2 separate regions of the Macaca mulatta genome follow, and region 1 is linked to region 2. Evidence: chromatin contacts called from public Hi-C data. All regions are on one chromosome and are shown on one strand. Each heading gives the region's core, a stretch centred on a gene start, on an enhancer-like site or on the middle of the called end of the contact. The rest is flanking DNA. Distances are from core to core; before and after follow the strand shown. Region 1 overlaps MCC (MCC regulator of WNT signaling pathway). Region 2 overlaps MCC (MCC regulator of WNT signaling pathway).

Region 1 (7,392 bases), core at 1,638-4,137, 260 kb before region 2:
TCCCTTCCATCTTCCCTTGATCCAGCTCACAGAAAATGCTCAGCCAATGGGAACATGCTTTCCCAAAACAAGAGCAGCATGCCACAGGTGGAAGACACAGTGGATACAGGTGGCATACCACATGGCATCAAATAGGACGGTATCACACGATAACAATAGAATTCCCTTTATAGTTCTCTTCCAGTCCTTATGTTTACATCAAGAGAAAAGCCTCATTTGGGTGCAAGAAGTTCACTAGTACCTCCCTGCTTCTCAGAGCTCTCTTTACAAGGAAAAGGCAGACCCCAGGATCAGAGCTTTGGTAAGCAACAGTATTTAGCTGGACTAAATTTACTTTTGCTTTTACAGTTGCCTTCTGCTTATGCCACTGACAGTTATTTTCCATTAATAATAGTATTAGGAGTCTTGTCACAGAGGTTCACGCCTGTAGTCTCAGCACTTTGTGTGGCTGAGGTGGGGGGATTGCTTGAGCCTAGGAGTTTGAGACCAGCCTGGCAACATGGCAAAACTCCCTCTCTACAAAATATACAAGAAATTAGCCGGGTGTGGTGACATGTGTCTTGTAGTTCCAGCTACTCAGAAGGCTGAGGTAGGAGGATCACTTGACCCCAGGAGGTGGAGGCTGCAGTAAGCTGAGATCACACCACTGCACTCCAGCCTGGGCAACAGAATGAGACCCTGTCTCAAAAAATATCAGGTGAACCAGCCCCCAATATTTCAATGTAGGTTCTTTTCTATTTTCCCTAAGTGTCGGCTGGTCTGAGAAATAAAGGGAAAGAGTACAAAAGAGAGAAATTTTAAAGCTGGGTGTCCGGGGGAGACATCACATGTCAGCAGGTTCCGTGATGCCCCTGAGCCGCAAAACCAGCAAGTTTTTATTAGCAATTTTCAAAGGGGAGAGAGTGTACAAATAGGGTTTGGGTCATAGAGATCACATGCTTCAAGGGCAACAAAAGATCACAAGGCAGAAGGTCAGGGCGAGATCACAAGGTCAGAGTGAAACTAGAATTACTAATGAAGTTCCAGGTCCCACTGTGCATGCATTGTCATTGATAAACATCTTAACAAGGTTCAAGAGCAGAGAACCCATTTGACGAGAATTCGCCAGGCTGGAATTTCCTATCCTAGCAAGCCTGGGGGCACTGCAGTAGGCCTGGGCATGTTTCATCCCTTATCTGCAACTGCATAAGGCAGACACCCCCAGAGTGGCCATTTTAGAGGCCCCCCCAGGAATGCATTATTTTCCCAGGGCTGTTAATTATTAATATTCCTTACTGGGGAAAGAATTCAGTGATATTTCTCTTACCCTTTTCGGTAATAAGAGAAATATGGTTCTGTCCTGCCTGGCTACATGGCAGTCAGACCTAATGGTTAGCTCCCTTGTACCCTGAACATTGCTGTTATCCTGTTCTTTTTTCAAGGTGCCCAGATTTCATATTGTTTAAACACACATGCTTTATGAACAATTTGTACAGTTAATGCAATCATCACAGGGTCCTGAGGCGACACACATCCTCAGCTTACGAAGATGACAGGATTAAGAAATTAAAGACAGGCATAGGAAATTACAAGAGTATTGATTGGGGAAGTCATAAATGTCCATGAAATCTTCACAATTTATGTTCAGAGATTGCAGTAAAGACAGGCATAAGAAATTATAAAAGTGTTAATTTGGGAAACTAATAAATATCCACAAAATCTTCACAATTTATGTTCTTCTGCCATGGCTTCAGCTGGTCCCTCTGTTTGGGGTCCCTTACTTCCCGCAATAACAACAAAAAATAGTAAAAAATAGCATTATAAAATTGTCATTTTTTTTAACTTTTATTTTAAGTTCCGGGGTACACATGCAGGTTTGTTACATAGGCAAACTTGTGTCATGGGAGTTTGTTGTACAGATTATTTCATCAGGTATTAAGCCTAGTACCCCTGAGTTGTTTTTCCTGATCCTCTCCCTCCTCCCACCCTCCACCCTTTCATAGGCCCCAGTGTGTGTTGTTGCCCTCTGTGTATTCATATGTTCTCATCACTTAGCTCCCACTTATAAGTAAGAATGTGCGGTATTTGGTTTTCTGTTCCTGTGTTAGTTTGCTAAGGGTAATGGCCTCCAGCTCCAACCATGACCCTGCAAAGGACATAATCTCATTCTTTTTTATGGCCACATAGTATTCCATGATGTATATGTACCATTTTAAATAAACATTTTGATGTATAAATCTATCAGTTTAGAGAATCATGTTAAGTAGATTACAGCCCAGATGGTACACAGTCTGGCAAAAGTTGTAAAGGTGATACATGAAAGACTGCTTTAGTTAGCCCTTATGTAGGCTTTGGAGTTAGTTAGACTTGGAATTCACATCTCTGTTTGGGCACTTACCAGCTTTGTGACTTTGGGGAAATTGTTTCATCTCTCTGAGCTTTAGTCGTCTTCATCTCAAAATGGCAATAACAGTGATGCAATGTGTGTAAAGTACAGTGCTTTAAAAAATGAATGTACTCAAACTGTAGCTCCTCCCCAGCTAACTGAACTCATCAAGACTTAGTTATATCTAATCTCCACCACAAAACTCAATCCATCTCCCTACAGTGCAATATCAATAATTGGAAATCATCTGACCTCCACCTCTTCATAATTGATTTGCTTCCTTTTTTCCTTCTTATATGATTCATAAAGCATTTAGGTCTCCCTCTGCATCTTGTGATATTTAAACTATGTGAAATCTTAAATCTGTAAGACTGTAATTATGAAGGCTGTAATTATATCCTGATCACATTTTTCCTTTTGGTATTCACAAAATGGTCTGGAATTTCTGGGCCATCTGGGTGTTCTGAAGTAGCCAACTTAGTAGTATACCTTTTTCCATTTGCATCTTCATTAGCCCATCCACACTGGCATTGTTGAAGACATGTGGATTGCATTTACAATTTACATGGCCATATGCTACAATGCCATTTTTAAATTCTATTTGTGGAACGAAGGTTTTATGGAAAACATTTTGCTCCAGAATTGTGAATGTGCTTAGGAAGATCCATGTCATACATCATGACAGCTCTTTCCCTATCATCACATGTACTCACCTCCTTATTTAAAGTACCTTCTTTAGCACCTGGCCATAAACATCCCTTTATGATATTATCACTCATGAAACAACTGCTGGTACACCTGTATGTATTTTAATGATGGCCCATTTGATTAAATAGGCATGGCTCTTATAGTGTCATATACTCAAATATATCCACTAGTGTCCATTGTAATATAATGCAATAAACTCACTTTTCTAGCAAACTCAGAAATTGCAAGCCAAGACCCATGTGGACCCAAGAGTCTGTTCATTTCACATATGGCCAACTCCCTGAAAGGAGATGTTTGAATATAGTTTTTTTAAGTGGGTTAGTGAACAGAAAATTTAATTCATATGCTAAAGTGTGTCAGGCAGCTGAGTTCCAGCATTCAGTTCATCATTATTTTGAATTGTGGGTTTAATCAAGTTCTTTCACTTAATCTGAATGTTTGTGTTAAAAACATGGTATCCCACTTTAAGGAAAACCCTCACCTTTTATTTCTTTTCGATAGTCCCCAGTTTTGTGAAATCTGATGAAGACAGCCAGTGAAGTGAATCTAATTTGGGTGGTTGAATAACTAAAAGGAATCAGGAAGCCTGCATAGTGTTGCTTTCATTAAAATAGCTTTGTCCAAGTAGACATTTTTCACCATACTTTTGCATCTGTTTCAGTGTCATTTCCATTTTGCTTTGCTTAAATTAAAAAGGAATGCTATTAAAATTAAAACTTGGTTTTAAAAATACACACACACATAAACATATACGATCAAGTCAGTGGGTTGGGCTGAATGCTTTGTTATTTGACAGATTTGCATGTCTCTTGCCGGCAGCGGGGAGCAGTTTGGTTTACCCTCTTTGATACAAAGCTAGCATATGTAATAGAGTTTATTTGTTCAGAGCTGGGCATCAGGTGTAATAGAATCACGCATTGTGTTTATGTGACCCTGACTTTTATATCCCTGTAGATGTTCATTCATTCATTTTTCAGATATAAATTAAAGGTAGAGATTGCAGATTAGATGTGCCAGGGCTCATGTGGGCTATGTGAAATGTAGTTTCTCTCACTCTTGGAACTTATTGGATCATGACAGAAATATAAATGAGCTCTCGGAGAATATTCAACCCTTACGAGAATTCATTTCCGTCAAGACGTGGGTAGTGACTGTGCTAGCAGATGAGGCCTGCAAACTTATTTCTCTCCTTTTTCTTGGTATTTGTTACTGGTATTTTAATTCAATTAGCAGTACAAAGGGTCTTAAGCAATATTATCAAATTATAGCCTTTCAATTGTGAATATGACTTACGATAACTAGACTACTTAATATAACATATCTCTTTTTTTTTTTTTTGAGATGGAGTCTCTCTCTGTTGCCCAGGCTGGAGTGCAGTGGCATGATCTCGGCTCACTGCAACCTCTGCCTCCTGGGTTCAAGCGATTCTCCTGCCTCAGACTCCTGAGTAACTGGGATTACAGGTGCATGCCACTATGCCCAGGTAATTTTTGTATTTTCAGTAGAGACCGGGTTTCACCATGTTGGTCAGGCTGGTCTCAAACTCCTGACCTCGTGATCTGCCCACCTCGGCCTCCCAGAGTGCTGGAATTACAGGTGTGAGCCACTGCGCCCAGCCAATATTGTATCTCTTGAAGGTCTACTTTGTTTTGGGCACTTCGAAAGAAGAAATGGCCCAATCATCCCAATCTTCTGCTGTCTTTTTTTTTGAGACAGGGTCTCACTCTGTTGCCAGGCTGGAGCGCGGCTGATCATGGCTCACTGCAGCCTCGACTTCCCAAGGCTCCTCCCACTTCAGCCTCTTGAGTAGCTGGGACTACAGATGCACACCACCATGCCTTGCTAATTTTTTTTTTTTTTTTTTTTTTTGTGGAGATGGGGTTTTGCCATCTTGCCCAGGCTGATCTTGAACTCCTGGGCTCAAGCTATCCTCCTCCTTCAGCTTCCTGAAGTGCTGGAATTACAGATATGAGCCACTGTGTCTGGCCTGCTGTCATTTTTTTTTTTAAAAAGGAGCACATAAAGGGCATTTGACCCTTTTGGATGCTGCTGAAATTACTTAACATAATTCAAACTTCACTTTCTATATTGGCTGTATGCACCAGAACTTAGTATTAAGTTGAACTATTTAAAATCATCAATGTCTTCTATTTTTGTTCTATTAAAAGCAATTTTTTATGATTTAATCTGATACCTATAATTTATTGAGCACCCACTAGATACATAACTGTATTCAGTATATATGGAATATTCAAGTTCTAATGGCAGTACCTTTGGGAACTGCTGTTGAAGAAAAGCTCACTGCCATGGATACTGTTATGAATTTGGGGATTTCCTAGCAGGCATGAAGGGATAAAAACAATTGAGCACCAGAGATAAATTTGGGATTTATATTTAACATCTTCTAATCTTTACCTTAAGAGCACCTCAGTCAATAGTAAGGATCATAAACTTTATTTGCAAACAACATGAATAGTGAATAGAGTGTATAATGTATTTCATCATAAAACGGTTTCTTATTTACTGATGGAGAGCAAAGCTCAATGGCAGATTAACTCTACAAATCAAGAGAATATGAGAATCAAAGGCCAGAATCCAGGATAATGAGCAAAACTCCTGGAAGAGCACTAAGACCAGTCCTGCTAGACTTTTGAACTGACTTCCCAAACTGAATGTTATGACCCAATGGAGGCCAGGTGTGGTGGCTCACACCTGTAATCCCAGCACTTTGGCAGGTCGAGGCAGGTGGGTCAGCTGAGGTCAGGAGTTCGAGACCAGCCTGGCCAACATGGTGAAACCCTGTCTCTACTAAAAATACAAAAATTAGCTGGGCATGGTGGTGCATGCCTATAGTCCCAGCTACTCAGGAAGCTGAGGCAGGAGAATCACTTGAACCCAGGAGGCAGAGGTTGCAGTAGGTCAAGATTGCGCCACTGTACTCCAGTCTGGGTAACAGAACAAGACTCCATCTCAAAAAAAAAAAAAAAAAAAAAAAAAAAAAAAAAAAAACCCAGTGGGGCCAAAGGTGGAGAGTTCACGGTTCCCCTGAAACTTTCTTGGTCCATGTCACCATGAGCACTTAGCAATACTCAGAATATCCAGCTGCATGCTGTGTGGAGTTGAGCAAAAACAGTTCTTTCAGGTGAAGCTGCTGGCACTAACAGCACTTACATGCCCTTTTCTAATTTTGAACAACTCAGGATCTGCAGGGAAATAGAATTCCCATAAAAATCTTTAAAACTGAAGGATACAGTCATCCAACCTTCACTCCCAAGTCCATCCAAACTGTAATTAGAAAAATGCACTCTTATTTGCCTATTCTATCATTTTAAAAGGCCAATTAAAGGCAAAATGAATCACCATGATTTTTAAATTATATTCTATCATTTTGCCTAGAAAATGGCAGATTTTTATACAGGCCTCCCTGGGAGTTTTGAGAGAATCTGGAATATCTGTTTAGAATTATAGATATCTGCCAAGTGCAGTGGCTCACACCTGTAATCCTAGCACTTTGGGAGGCGGAGGCAGGAGGATTGCTTAAGGCTAGGAGTTTAAGACCAACCTGAGCAACATAGTGAGATCATGTCTCTGCAAAAAATAGCAACTAGCCTGGCATGGTGGCCTGCATCTGTGGTCCCAGCTTCTCGGGAGGCTGAAACGGGAGGATCACTTGAGCCCAGGAAGCCAAGGCTGCAGTAAGCTGTGATCACACCACTGCACTCCTGCCTGGGCAATAGAGCAAGACCCTGTCTAAAAAAAAAAGAAAGAGAGAGAGAGAAAAAGAAAATGGCAGAGTATTGTACAGGTCTCCCTGGGAGCTTTGAGAGAATGTGGAATATCTATTTAGAAATATAAGAATCTTTCCAGGCTCTCTGGAGTCTTCCACCAGATGATGCACAAAGAACATCCCTAGTAAATAGGAACCCAAGAAAACAGCTGAAGGCCAATACTGATCTGTGACTCCTGCATTAGGAGATGGACTTCCAGAGTAGAAAGTGCCCCAGATCTCTTTTCCTTATTTGCTCCCCATTGCCACTGTATCTCCAACCCTCCTTCCTCCTCAACCACCACTATCAGATATGACAGGAACTCTCAGGTCAGAATGGGAGCCATAATTTCCTCAAGCTCATTTTGCTTTCAGTGAGTGCTATTTGGCCCTCGCAGAACCAGATGTTCCTTCTCTACACGTTTTTTTTTTTTTTTTTTTTTTTTTTTTTTTTTTTTTTTGAGACAGAGTTTCACTCTGTCACTAGGCTGGAGACAGAGTTTCACTCTGTCACTAGAACCTCCGCCTCCCTGGTTCAAGTGATTCTCCTGCC
Region 2 (6,877 bases), core at 2,591-5,090:
TAAAATCCTAGCATTGCAAAATGCATGGGATAGTAAAGTTCTCCATTCTGGGACTCTCACTGGAAAGGACATTGGGAACAGTTTGGGGTATATTCCCACAGATTTAACTGCATTTTTTATTCGTTAGGATGCATGGTTGCAAAGAACAGAAATGTGCTCAACTAGCTTAAATGGAAAGGGGTCTTACTGGAAGGATATCAGATCTCACACCCATGAGCTGCATACCCGGGCAGAGGGCTGCCTAAGACAAAGCAGCAGCAGAACTAGGCTTCGGGTCTGGCCTGTGTGGCCCTTGCATGCAGCCTGTGTTCTCTTTCCTGTTCTCGGGGGCAGCCTTTCCCAGGTGACAGACAACCAGCTCACCACCTGCATTTGTACACAAAGCTGGCTGGTCTCCCTGATGTCAAGTGGGAAAGGGACATCTTGCCCAGCCGGGCTCTGATGGCTATCCTGATCCTCTGTGGCCATAGCAGCACGAGGCCAAGGCAGTTTCCACAGGAGCTTGGGGGTGGAGAAGAAAAGGGATAAGTCTCCGCAGAAGAGTTTGGAAGGCGGGTACTTAGTGTACCAAAACACGACATCTTTAAAAACATGACTACATCTCTTTTTCTTTTCTTTTCTTTTCTTTCTTTTTTGAGATGGAGTCTCGCTCTGTCGCCCAGGCTGGAGTGCAGTGGCATGATCTCGGCTCACCGCAACCTTCGTCTCCCAGGTTTAAGTGATTCTCCTGCCTCAGTCTCCCGAGTAGCTGGGATTACAGGCACCCACCACCACACCTGGTTAATTTTTGTATTTTTTTATATGACAGTGAAAGATTGTATTTATTATTTTATTAAAAATAAAAAAGACTGTATTTTTTAGCACAACAGTAAAAGATACAGGCAAGCTGCCAAGGCTTGAGCTTCTGCTTAAAGAAATGGGGCCACTTAGGAATGACTTAAATGCCAAATGTCACCTGGACTGACCCCCCTTGTTTAGATAAATTTCAAATGCTCAGCAAAACAGATGCCCACCCCCAGGGCACTTTCCTTCTAAAAATGAGCTGCTGGGCACTTTGGGAGGCCGAGGCGGACACATCATGAGGTCAGGAGTTTGAGACCACCCTGGCCAACGTAGTGAAACCCTGTCTCTACTAAGAATACAAAAATTAGCCAGGCATGGTGGTGCGTGCCTGTAGTCCCAGCTACTCAGGAGGCTGAGGCAGAAGAATTGCTTGAACCCCGGAGGCGGAGGTTGTGGTGAGCTAAGATCATGCTATTGCCTTCCAGCCGGGGCAACAGAGTGAGACTCCGTCTCAAAAAAAAAGACAAGCTGCTCCTTGATGGAAATCAGATCTCAGCTGGGGCCAAGTAAGATGTTGATGAAAACTTCAAGAAAATGCCATCATGGATTTTTTAAGGCAAAATAAACGAAATGTCCTTCTAGCCTTCTGCCAAGGCAAGCTGAGGAGGCTATGAAAAATGAATTTTTCTTCTAATGAGCAGGCTGGGGAGCTGTCTTGAGGACAGAGCTGGGGCATGGTGGAGAGGGACAGAAGAGAGGATGTTCGACATCAGTAGCTGGTTTGAACAGCATCTCCCATAGTCGACAGCGTAGGTGGAGAGTGGGTCAGCCTGAACCGTCCCAAACCAGCCAGCCCCACATTCCCACCAGACTACAGGCCTGCTGCATATGCTGTGTGCTGGAAGAGCTGCTGGCAATGAACAGATGCAGAGGAAAGCCAGCGTGACGGGAGCTCCAGCAGAGCATCACGGAAAGGAGAAACCCACACATCCTAGACTAGCTCCTCGAGAAGCCAGAGCAAGGCACACACGTGTGGCTAGGGTTTTTGTCATTAGCCTTCCCCCACAGTCACTCTCAGAGAACACAGACAGTCTCCCGTTCTGGAGAGGAATAATGCAGCCACAGAAAGTGATTGATTCCCCCTTGACAACTGAGATCATCCAGCATTCCAAGCCGGGAGAGTTAATGGATGACTTAACCCTTGCCCAGCAGCTAGCAGCAGGCCCTCGGGAGACCGCCAGCGCCTTTGTCTGTGAGGCCAGAGAAAAGGCCAGTGGCTTCCCCTCCCCTACCATTGTCATAATCATATTCTGCAGTGAAACGTTAAGAGCTCAAAGCAGAATTGTAATTAACCTCGCCTGATCTGTTCCCCGCTGCTGTCCTGGGAAGCGGGAGAGGGAAGCCAGAGGGGCTGTGAGGTTTATCTTGAAATTAAACTTTATCCACTAAAAGCATTTTAAAGCTCTGTGCTTCCAACAGGGTTAAGATCTGTGAGCTGAGATCTTTTGTTATTTTTTTTTTCTTATTTCCTTTCTCTTTGAAAACTATACTCATAGCAAAGAGGGTAAAACAAAAGCCTTCCCTGCCTGCCATGGACCAGGCTCCGGGCCCTAAGGGTGGCAGCGCCTGGCAGTCTCTGCCTGCCTGCGTTCGTGTTCCCCAACAGGGCTAGGTGATTTCTCAAGTCTAGTCAACCACTGGTGGCTTTTGTTCTCCCTGGGATGGAGAGATTCTGGATGACCTGCAGACGGCCAACAGCTTAGGGGATCTCTGAGTCTGGTGTTGGGGGTGTTAGGTGTTGTGGGACTGTTGGCAAAACCATCAGGAAAGTGGCCACCCGTCCCTCCTCCTCCCACAGGACAGGTACTGTGTGGCAGCACCAGCTGCCTGCTTCAGGGCCTGCCGTATCCTTTCCACAACTTAGTGAGGCAGGAACCCTTAGTATTCCTATTTGCTGCAGCCCAGAAACATTGGGTAATTTACTCTGGGCCATAAAGCAAGTAAGTGGCAGAGGAGGAACATTTATCCAGATCTGACTGACATCAGAGACCTGCTCGTAGACCCTGACAGCAACGAGGGCAGCCAGGAGCATCGTCGCCTCTACCTAGAAAACCTGGGCACATCCAGTCACCTCACAGGCTACTGAGCAAATGCCCCCTTAGCCTGAGGGGGAGACCAGTGCTTCTCACATCTGAGCGTGCATCAGAGCTGCCTAGAGGATATATGAAAACACAGATTGCTGGACCTCAGATTCCAGTCAATGACTCTGGAGGTCTTGACAGCAGGCCCCAGAATGTGCATTTCTAGCAAGTCCCCAGGTGCTGCTGGTGCAGCTAGCCCAGGACACCTCTTGGAGAACTGCTGGGGTAGACCAGTCCTGCTAAATGGAAAATCTGCCAAAATATTATCACTTCAGTTCCTGCAGGGTAATTAGAGAATGCTGGCTTTTACTGCTCTTTGAATTTTGTGATTTTTATTTTAAATGAAAGTCTACAAAAGGTGTTTTGGGTATAAATTTATATTTCCCAAAAAGTAGTCTGAAGAAAATATACCACAATGTCTCGTGGGTGGTAAACACACAGGTGTTAGTTATTCTGTGTTTTTCTACAGGTTTGAAATTTTTCAAAATAATTTTTAATGAAAGGAAAGACTAGAGGTGTAAGTAAACCCCACGCCCTGTGTCCCAGCTTTACAAGGAAGGATTTCATTCCTGAAACCTCCCAAGTAACTGGAAGAGAAGCGCTGCTGTCTGCCAGCGCCACGCTGTCTAAACATGCCGAGGCTGTGAGCACATCTCCACCCTCAGCCCTGTCTGTGGAATGCTTTGCAAACAGTGCCAGTACTTGAGTTTGCTCTAATTTTGTCATTCATTCGCCTATGGAACATTAGATGCCTGTCCCTCCACATCAGTGTTGACGATCTGTGAAGGTGAGCTCGTGAGCTCTGCTTGGGGGTTTTGTGCAAGGCGTGCCTGCCGCTGAGCCGGTTGCAGGCAGACAGGCCTTCGCTGAGATGCCGAGAGTCCTTTGGATGGTCCTGCGATGCACAGCCCAGCTCCTCAGTGCCCTCTGCTGTGGGCGCGGTTTGCTGTCTTTGCATTTCCCTTGAGCTGCCTCGTTTCACTGTGGAATAGTCCGTGAAATGTTGCAGCTGCAGGATGTTGCTGCTTCTCCCCCTCATCCTTTTTAAAATATAGCTTGAGAAAACGTAATGCTGATGATCAGTAGTCATTTTTATCCTTCTCCCTGCCTTCCCTGCTCCCACCTTGCTGCAAGCTGCTAGCATCTCTCCCTGGAATTGTTGCTGTAGCTCCTGAGGTGCACCCCTGCCTCTGCCCTGGCCTACCTGCATCTCTCCTCACCCTAGAGGCCAGAAGGGATCCTGTTATAACAATAAGGCAGATCACATCCCTCCCTGTTAAAACCCCCAATGGCCTCCATCCTAATCCTAGAGAAAAACACAGCCCTTATAAAACGCTGTATCACCTGGCACCTGGCCCCTCCCACGCACTCCATCTCTGACCACATCTCCTCCTTTCTCTCCCCTGCCTGACTGTGCTTCAGCCACCATCTCGTTCTGCTGGCTGCACTCCCCGCCTAGAGCCTTTGCATTTACTGTGTCCTGCAAACATCCACGCAGCTCCCTCTCGCGCCTCCCTTAGGTCCACCCTAATGTCACTGGATCACGCAGGCCTTCCCTGCAGCTCAATCACAAATAATAACCCATGCTCACTCTGCACTCCCCACACCTCTTCCCTGCTTCATTTTTCACCCTTTCATGGACTGTGTATTTCACTTCCCGGCCTCCTCTATTAGAATATGAGTTCCTTGAGGGCAGGGATTTTTCCAGGACCCCATAGTTGGCACTCCAATATTTCTTGAACAGATGAATGATAGCTTCTGTGTTTATTGAGTGCTTACTATGCACTGGGCACTGTTCTAAACACTTCTAATATTTTTTAACTTTGAAGTTCAGGGGTACATATGCAGGGTTGTTACACAAGTAAACTCATGTCATGGAGGTTTGTTGTATAGATTATTTTATCACCCAGGTATTAAGCCTAGTACACATTTGTTATTTTTTCCAGTCCTCTCCTTCCTCCTATTCTGTACCCTCAAGTAGGCCCATTGTTTGTTGTTCCCTTCTATGTGTTCATGTGTTCTCATCATTTAGCTCCCACTTATAAGTAAGAACATGTGTATTTGGTTTTCCGTTTCCACATTAGTTTGCTAAGGATAATGGCCTCCAGCTTCATTCATGTTTCTGCAAATGACATGACCTCATTCTTTTTTTATGGCTACATAGTATTCATAGTATATATGTGCCACATTTTCTTTATCCAGCCTACCACTGATGGGCATTTAGGTTGATTCCATGTCTTTGCTATTACAAACACTTCTAAGTTTACCTCATTTATTCCTTACCCTGACTTTATGAAGCATATACTATGATTACCTTCATTTTAGAGATGAGAAGACAGGGAATATTCCAAGTATATAAGACACTTGGGTCACACATAAAGATAGCACATAAATCAGAACCAATGGGAGATGGATCTATATGGAGAGATCTATACCTAGATATAAAGAGAGAGATCAAGATCGATCTCTTGATATAGATATCTAGTAAATCACAAACACTGATTTATTTTAAGGAATTGGCCCATTTGATAATGGAGCTGGCAAATCTGAAGTCTGCAGCTCCGGCTAGAGACCCAGGGAAGAGTTGATGTTGCAGTCTTGAGTCTGAAAGCTGTCTGGAGTCTGAAAGCTATCTGGAGGAAGAATTTCTTCCCTCTTGGGGGATCTTTCTTTTCCCTTAAGGCCTCTCTGATTAGATGAGGTTCTCTCACCGCATGGAAACAGTCACCCTGCAGTGTCTTGATTTTAATGGTAATCACATGTAACAAACACCTGCACAGCAATGCCTAACCTAGTGGTTGACCAAGCAACTGTGCACAGAGCCCAGCCCAGCTGACACGGAAACTTACCGGGCACAGCCTCTGAAGAGGTGGTGTTGAATGGTCAGGCTGATCTTGCTCGCCTTATCTCCAAGGGACTTCCCACCCGTCCTGATGGGACAGAGGGAGTGAGACACAGCCCCAAAGGGTTTCTGTTGCTCAGGGGTTTCCCATCCTAGAAGGGGTTCTCTGACTTGAAGACTACCCCAAGCCCTAGGGTAGCCTGTTCCTTCTGTGAACAGCAAGGCTCCAGCCACCATCTCTCTTCAGCTTTTCTCTCCCCGGAAGCCTTGTTTTCGTAGCAATGTGCCATGTACAAGAATGGGCCTGCCCTCACTCACGTCTAGGCTGTGGGGACTACACCTGCTGAGTTGGGGTCCTGGCTGTTACCCTTTTGCAGTGTGAGACGAGGAGTGTAGACCTGGATTTGTGGCATCTGGCAGCCTGTGGAGATCACTCCTGGCCCCTGGCATAGCTTCTAACTACAGGATTCTGGGGACAAGGACAGGGCTGTGGGATGAGGCTGCGCCCAAGTCTAGTTGCACCTCTTTCCAGCCGCATGATTCGGCTGACCACTAATGTCTGTGAGCTTCACTTTCCAAATCTGTAGCAACAGGCATGACAACACAGCCTGGCCTGTTTTGATGCGAGGTCAGTAGGCCTCTGCTTGTTCCTCTGCCATCTTCAGACCAGTTCCATGAGGGACAAGTCAAGCCTAGGGAGGCCCAGTGCAAGTGCAGAGAAACTGCTGTTGGTGCACACTGGCCTCAGAGTCCTCGACCGAGTGGAGTGGGCCTTATTCAGAGGCACGGGAGCAGCCTGCCCACTGCTGGAAAAGGCCAGAGCCCACTTGAGAGCCGTGGCCTCCGTTTTCCAGTGGCATTCCCCGTTTCACGATGGTTTGGTCCCCTAGAAACGTTCCCAGGCCACCACAGGCCTGGGGTTCAACTGGGGGCTCCCTGCCCGGTCACAATTCATCTTGGGCTGCCAAGGGCCCTTGGGCCAGCCGGAGTCCCTATAGTGGACACTATTCTCAGACTATGCTGTGGAGGCCTAGGGGTACCCCACTCCCAAAGTGATTATTGCTGTGTTGTGCACCCCTGTGTTTTTCATGGTACATGTTGCAAACAACAG

The links. A called contact is a pair of places that touch in the nucleus more often than the background predicts.
Region 1: a contact with region 2 is called in a Hi-C map of fetal cortical plate, with 1.6 times the contacts expected there. The contact joins two enhancer-like sites. A contact is called at or near these places in 3 of 14 Hi-C or Micro-C datasets (fetal cortical plate, fibroblasts and liver).

What each region holds. Positions count from the first base shown.
Region 1 is chr6:122,243,401-122,250,792 of T2T-MMU8v2.0, reverse strand. All of the region lies in intron 3 of MCC (MCC regulator of WNT signaling pathway), which reads left to right. Among named protein-coding and RNA genes, the nearest start is that of TSSK1B, 130 kb to the left of the region's middle. Within about 2 kb of position 2,887, at least 5 of the 40 cell types and tissues checked have an H3K27ac peak or open chromatin away from gene starts, as enhancers often do. A contact at or near this core is called in fetal cortical plate, where this site is marked.
Region 2 is chr6:121,985,299-121,992,175 of T2T-MMU8v2.0, reverse strand. The region is part of intron 14 of MCC (MCC regulator of WNT signaling pathway); the gene reads left to right. Among named protein-coding and RNA genes, the nearest start is that of DCP2, 83 kb to the right of the region's middle. Within about 2 kb of position 3,840, at least 10 of the 40 cell types and tissues checked have an H3K27ac peak or open chromatin away from gene starts, as enhancers often do. A contact at or near this core is called in fetal cortical plate, where this site is marked.